Regions from separate parts of the Mus musculus genome. Here region 1 is linked to region 2. A link is a contact called in public Hi-C data. All regions are on one chromosome and are shown on one strand. The core of a region is the stretch at or near the end of the contact, and the rest is flanking DNA. Distances in the headings are between cores, read along the strand shown.

Region 1 (3,007 bases), core at 416-2,915, 87 kb after region 2:
GAGAAAAAGAACCAAAGGACTAGGGAAGCGGGTCATAGAATCATTGTGGACCTCACCTATGGTGGAAATTATACATTGCACCTTTTACATGTGAGAACTTGCAGGCACATACTAAAATGGTGAAGCAAGAAACTCACTGCCTCTAATACAAAGCTAGCCTGGTCTGGTCTAAGGTGTGAGACTGCTTAAAAAAAAAAAAAAAGGCTGTGGACAAACTTCCTAATTTTACTCTAAAGAAAACGAAATATCTATGACAATTATACTGACTGTGTTGGCTTTTCATAGCTTGATTATTTTTCCCCTAAGGGGTTTCATCTCAAGTGTGAACTGCATGGTGTTCCAGGGTCATCAGCATAGAACTGATGAATCAGATTGAGGAAGAAACAAGATGAGCCCTCTAAGGACTGCAAAAGAGCATGGGTATTTGAAAGAAGAAACTCTTAAGTTTAAGATGTTATCTTAATGTTTGAAACAAAAACAAAATTCTGGGCAGAAAAAGAAGAGTGAGACCAGAGAGAGGAAAAACCATCCCGAAGTTTGTAAAAGTTAAAGACTATATAGTAGATAGTGGCCCCTATCCTTTGTAGGACAAACTGTATAAGAAAACGATTAAGTAATCACCAGGAATTTCAAGAGAAAAGGAGCACATTCGTGTTAAAAAGTTACAGGGTGGTTAAAGGAGGAAAGACATAGCTAGCCAAGGATAATCAACTCAGAACACACCAGACCTCCAAACAGACCCTGAGGTGGTTCACTGCGAAAGGCTCATCATGAAAGAGAATAATTAAAGCAAGAGGAAAAAAAGATTTTGTGGACTAAGAAAGATTCTCTGGTGTAAGATAACAGGGGCAAGGAGCCAGTGGAGGGAATGCTAGGAAGATTCAAGAGGGTATACATAGTAGCTAGTACAGGTGGTTGGAAACCACGCACACAGAGGAACGCTGGGCCTTGGAAAAGGAGGAAGAGAACCCGGAGAGGCTGCAAGGAAAACAGGAATCCCAGAAGGCTGGGACAAGAGGTAACGACAGAGGCAGAGACTGCAAAGACAGGAAGCAAGCAAGCCCCTGGAATTCCAACAGCAACGAGGGCTTGATTCAGAAACACATTTTCCAGGTTCCAATGGCACATGTAGTTGGTGGCTTTCTCTGACAGCAGCCAGAAGCCAAGGAGAAAGCCAACTGTGAGAAAGGCAAGCAAAAGGTGACTAGTCTACATTCCGCAGGCTTGTGGGCCAGCACTCCTGGCTTCGCTGCCTCTTTCTGAACAAATTTTCCTAAGGTTGTCTCGGCTTAAAAACTAAGTCTTAACTTTTAAAACCACGTTAACGAAGTTATGTCATACTTTCCCTTAAATGCTTAATATGTGGTTGGGGTTTGGTTTTTGTTGTTGTTGTTGTTGTTTGTTTTTTTTAATATGCAAGCGTCACTTATTGTAAAGCATGAGGACAAAAGTGACAGAACTTAGAATGTCACTTACCTGGCAGCTTCGGGAAAACCCATCCTGTAGAGGGTGACAACCACAGCTCCTCCGAGGCCTAGATTGTGCTGCAGAGCCACCTTTGCCCCGGGAACCTGCCTCTTTCCGGCTTCGCCTCTCAGCTGCCAGCAGAGCTCCGCGCACTGAGCCAGACCTGGCGAGTCGAGCACAGAGCGTCCCGGGCCGCGTTAGAGCGCAGACTCCGCCCACCCGCGCCAGCGAGCCGCTAGTTGGGACTTCCCGCCAAAGCCACGCACGCCTGCAGAGCTTAAAGCCCAAGATTCACAGCTAGTTCCCACGCTAAGAGAATTAGCATTTAAGAAAGACTCGAGTTCAGGAAATCAACACTTGCATTTTCAACCCATTTTTTTCCGGGTGTGTTGAAATGGAAAACACAGTGTCTAGTGGTGCACACTTTTAAACCCTGCACTCAGAAGACAGGCAGGCGGATCTCTTGAGAGTTCAAGGCCAGCCTGGTCTACAGTTTGAGTTCCAGGACAGCCAATGCCACAGCAAGATTCTGTCTCAAATAAATAAATAAATAAAATAAAATAAAAAGTGAAAGAAAATTTTGAGATGGGACATTTTGAAAAAGCAATGAGATCAAATTGAACTCAAGATGCTTGTGATATGAAGTGGGAAAATGAGGTGGGCGTAGGGAATGATCTACAACACTAAAAATATTTGAAGTAGTCATAAGGAATTCTTATTTTATATTTACTTAAAATACATGTAATACATATAAGTGTATTTGCATACATACATATGTATATACACTTTGTTTAAGTGATGCCATACCACTTGGGGTAATAGTGCCCGTTCCAGGAGCCACAGACTATCTAATAAAAAGCCCTGTGCCATGCATGAATTGTTTGGTCCAGGGAGATCAAGCTTGATTTCATCCCAGAAGTCAAAGGTAAGTGTCTATTGCGAAAGATAGCACACACACTTGAACACAGGACTCGAGAAGTCGAGCTGGAACTAATCCAAAAGCCTCCTGGGGCCTAGCTTTCATAGTACCAGAAGGTGCTATGCTATGCAAGCTGGAAGTGGGAGGAGGGCCAGGATCAACAGACCTAATCACCTGTGGTGCCTATGAGCCACAGAAATGATATCTCTACACAGCAAGATATCTCTAAAGGTTCAATAAAGACATGTAGTCCCTCCCACCTCTACCCCTCTGTGTAGCCTTGTCTGTCCTGGAACTAGTTCTGTAGACCAGGCTGGCCTAGAACTCACAGAGATCTGCCTGCCTCCCCAAAGTGCTCAGATTAAAAGCATGCACTACCAGTGCCCAGCTGACCTTTATATCTTGATGGTAAATATACACACTCACACATAATTAAAAATAAACCAAGGTGGGGTTGGGGGGAGACATGCTTTTAACCCCAGCACTCAGGAGGCAGAGGCAGGCAAATCTATGTTTGAGGCCATCTTGATCTACAGAGTGAGTTCCAGAACAGCCAGGGCTACACAGAGAAGCCCTGTCTTGAATAAACAAACAAATGAATAAAATAAATACATAAGTGAA
Region 2 (3,082 bases), core at 94-2,593:
ACTGAGTATTGGCACCTCATTCAAAACTGAAAAACTCCCGTGTCACATGACAGTGATGGTCTGGCAGACAGAATCTGTTACTGCAGTATCCTTAACCTATGTCAGGCCCTCCCTGAGGGATGCTGCTTAAGTGGGCAGCAAGTGGTTTGCTATTCTGAGCTGTGTTCTGCAATTCTATCCATCCTTGATTCCCTTCACGTATGCTCCTGGACCTAGAAACCATCCTTTCCCACTTTACCCCAGCAAGGATGCTCTCTGTGCATAGCCCTTTCCTTTCACATTCATAGACTGACAGAAAAAAGAAAAAACCACCCACAGTTTTCTGTTCCTTTAAGTTCTTGAAGGATACCTTCCTGGTTCTTCCACGAAAACAAATCTGCTTCCTACTTGTTTTGGGTTTTATTCAACAAAATGTCATAAGAGTTTCCACCCTGTACCAGTGCCTGAGGCTCTTGTTACACACTTCCACTGGGGGCTGCAGCTGAGCCTTCCCATCCTGGTTCCTGCAATGCTCCTAGACACACCACTGGGGCTATTTATTTATTTATTTATTTATTTATTGCATCTAGGGCTCTGTAAATGACATAGCCTCAGACTGTGTTATTTACAGTGTTCTTAGCCTCTGCCATAAAATAGATACAGAGTAAGTGCAAATTTACAAGGCAGGGCCTACCAGGTGGTGTGTGTGCTCAAGTGCCTATGTGTGTATGTGTGTGTGTGTGTGTGTATGTGTGCATGTGTGTGTATGCGTGTATATGTGTGTCTGTGTCTCTCTGTGTGTGTCTATGTGTACATATGTGTGTGTGTGTGTGTGTCTGTATCTGTGTCTGTGTGTGTGTGTGTGGCCCATTGTGGCTTCACCAGGGTTAACCTTAGGATGTCAACTGTGCCTCGATTTCACACATCCACAGACAAGAACAACACAAAAACTGGGGGTGGTTAGTCCAACATCTGGATTCAGCCAGAGCCTCCAATTCTCCCTTGTCCCCCACCCCCCATCCTCCTCCCCACCCCTCTCCAGTTTCTCAAACCAGGCATCATTCAAGGAAACTGAAGCCATGTGTTTGTGATTCACTGAGGCTGAACAAGGCAGGGTGTTTTGTTAGCTCTGCCTCATAGAGATGTCACATGTGTGTGTGTGTGTGTGTGTGTGTGTGTGTGTGTGTGTGTGTAGCAAGTGTGCGATGCATTCATATGCCCACGTAAATATTGTTTTCTTTCCTGTTTCTTGTAAGAATTTTCAACGGAAATTTCTGAGAATCAGGAAATCATGTTTGGTCCAAAGTGTCTCCCCACCCATTCTCCCCCTTGCTGAGGCACTCTAGTTTGGCAGACTGCTCCACACACCCACGTTCTGACTCCTCGGAGATGGGCTTGGGCCAAGCAGTCTTGAAGTCTGGTTTGGGAGCCAGTATTCAGAGCAGCTTCTCCAAGCTTTGAGGCAGGCTGCAGGCTGGAGGTGGCCACAGACTAAATGTCAAACCTGGTATTGCCTGCACCTCTGGATTCAACCTTAAAGTCGGGCTAGCCTTTCTGAGCTAGGCCCTGCCACTCCTTCCATGGGAGCTGGGAATCTTTCTTGTCTCCCTTGCCTCATCAGCTGAGATCTTTGCTGATCAAGAGAGAAAACACAGCTCAGCTAGGAGCTATATAGTAGGGCAGACCTTCAGCCCGGGGACTCAGAAAGTCTCCATCCATCCTAGATGCCCACAGTCTTACTTCATCCCTTTCTGCTTCCTGCTCACCTTCCCAGGATTCAATTGGGCAGCCACCTCTGAGAGGGTGGTTTCCTCATGGGTTACCGATTGCTTTTGGTCTCTCTCAGTCACGGTGGTGACCCAGAGGTCTGTTGTTACACTGCAGGCCTTGTACCTGCTAAACAAGATTCCCAGTGACCACAAACCCCTCATTCATTTCCGGGACCCCCAAATACTCAGGGCAAGTACCCAATGTAGTTGGTGTGATAACATGTATACAGCGAAGGGGAGATGAGTGGTTTTGAAAGAGTTCCTACCATCTTCCTATGGAGACTCACTGCCAAGGAGAGACTCAGTCAGACAGCTCCATTCTAAGCTTTGGGACAGACCCCGTCAGCCCCGAAAGAGGAGTGTTAGGAGAAACTCCTCTGTATGCCCAGGGCCGTCTCTTTCCTCAGGAGCGGTCTTTCTGAGCAAGGTCTGGTCCTGGCCAGTCTGGCAGGTATGTTTAGCAAGTCATTACTCCTGGTGGAGCCTGTACCCTCCTCTCCTCAGCCTTCTGTACCATGAGGGAGGGAGGCAGCTCTATAGGATCCCACCTAGGAATCAGAGAGGGTTGTTCTGCACAGCTGCAAAGGGAGGCTGTATCTACAAGAGATCCTCTCCCCCTGGAGGTAGATTTTTTTACCCTGGCTCCAAGAAAAGTACTTCCTAATGAACAGAACCAGCCCGTGGTGGCTGCTGACCCAGTGTGGTATAAGTAGAGGCTCGAGGGGAGTTTCTGCACTTTGGAGGGATTCCTGGGACCAGATGGCCCACATTTTAGTGAACTGGCATCAAGACATCCTGCCCCAAGCCTTAGAATTGCTTGGGGGATTAGGGGTGTGGCAGAGCCATCTGGGAAGTGGAACTAGGCGCTAACGTGGCGCTTGCTGTCAGAGACTGTGCCTGCTGTCTGCTAGGGAGTGGGTTTTAGAAAGGCTGACAGGAGACCCTCTCACTCATGGCCCAGACCCCTTCTTAGTCATACCTCCTTGCCTGCAGGGTAGACTTCATATGGCCTGAGAACTCAGCTAAGGTCAGACCCAAGGCCTCACTCAGCCCAGGGACTCAGGTTCATTCCTGTCCTCAGGTCTGCTGGTAGCAGGAGTCCTACTGGACACCTGAGTGCTCACTATGTGACTTCAGTAACTTGCTTCCAGTGTCTCAAAGAGGTTCATTGCAGGGTAGGGTGGTGCTGACATAAGTTACCTCAGGCACTGAGTGAGGTTCCCAGAGCTCCCTATCAGCTCCAGTGTCCCAGGTTGCTGTCCTCCAGGCTGCCCTAGGTGCTTTTCCCTAAAGCCTTTGTCTCTTTTACTGCCAGCTGCTGTGTGAGGGGCACT

What was found. A called contact is a pair of places that touch in the nucleus more often than the background predicts.
Region 1: a contact with region 2 is called in a Hi-C map of uterus, with 2.8 times the contacts expected there. The contact joins two enhancer-like sites. A contact is called at or near these places in 3 of 39 promoter capture datasets (the 3T3-L1 cell line, 3T3-L1-derived adipocytes and cranial neural crest), 2 of 15 datasets of contacts at CTCF or cohesin (the NIH/3T3 cell line and pro-B cells), 6 of 484 Hi-C or Micro-C datasets (the HL-1 cell line, the MNK3 cell line, cerebral cortex and 3 more), 3 of 115 datasets of contacts at active chromatin or transcription factors (CD8 T cells, effector CD8 T cells and embryonic stem cells) and 1 of 9 other capture datasets (adipose tissue).

The regions. Positions count from the first base shown.
Region 1 is chr4:108,069,781-108,072,787 of GRCm38.p6, forward strand. Scp2 (sterol carrier protein 2, liver) reads right to left here. Exons shown (of 16, transcript NM_011327.4): 12 at 1,477-1,630. Among named protein-coding and RNA genes, the nearest start is that of Mir6397, 16 kb to the right of the region's middle. Within about 2 kb of position 1,666, at least 364 of the 459 cell types and tissues checked have an H3K27ac peak or open chromatin away from gene starts, as enhancers often do. A contact at or near this core is called in the NIH/3T3 cell line, adipose tissue, cerebral cortex and 1 more, where this site is marked.
Region 2 is chr4:107,983,423-107,986,504 of GRCm38.p6, forward strand. The region is part of intron 2 of Slc1a7 (solute carrier family 1 (glutamate transporter), member 7); the gene reads left to right. Among named protein-coding and RNA genes, the nearest start is that of Slc1a7, 17 kb to the left of the region's middle. Within about 2 kb of position 1,344, at least 80 of the 459 cell types and tissues checked have an H3K27ac peak or open chromatin away from gene starts, as enhancers often do. A contact at or near this core is called in the NIH/3T3 cell line, adipose tissue, cerebral cortex and 1 more, where this site is marked.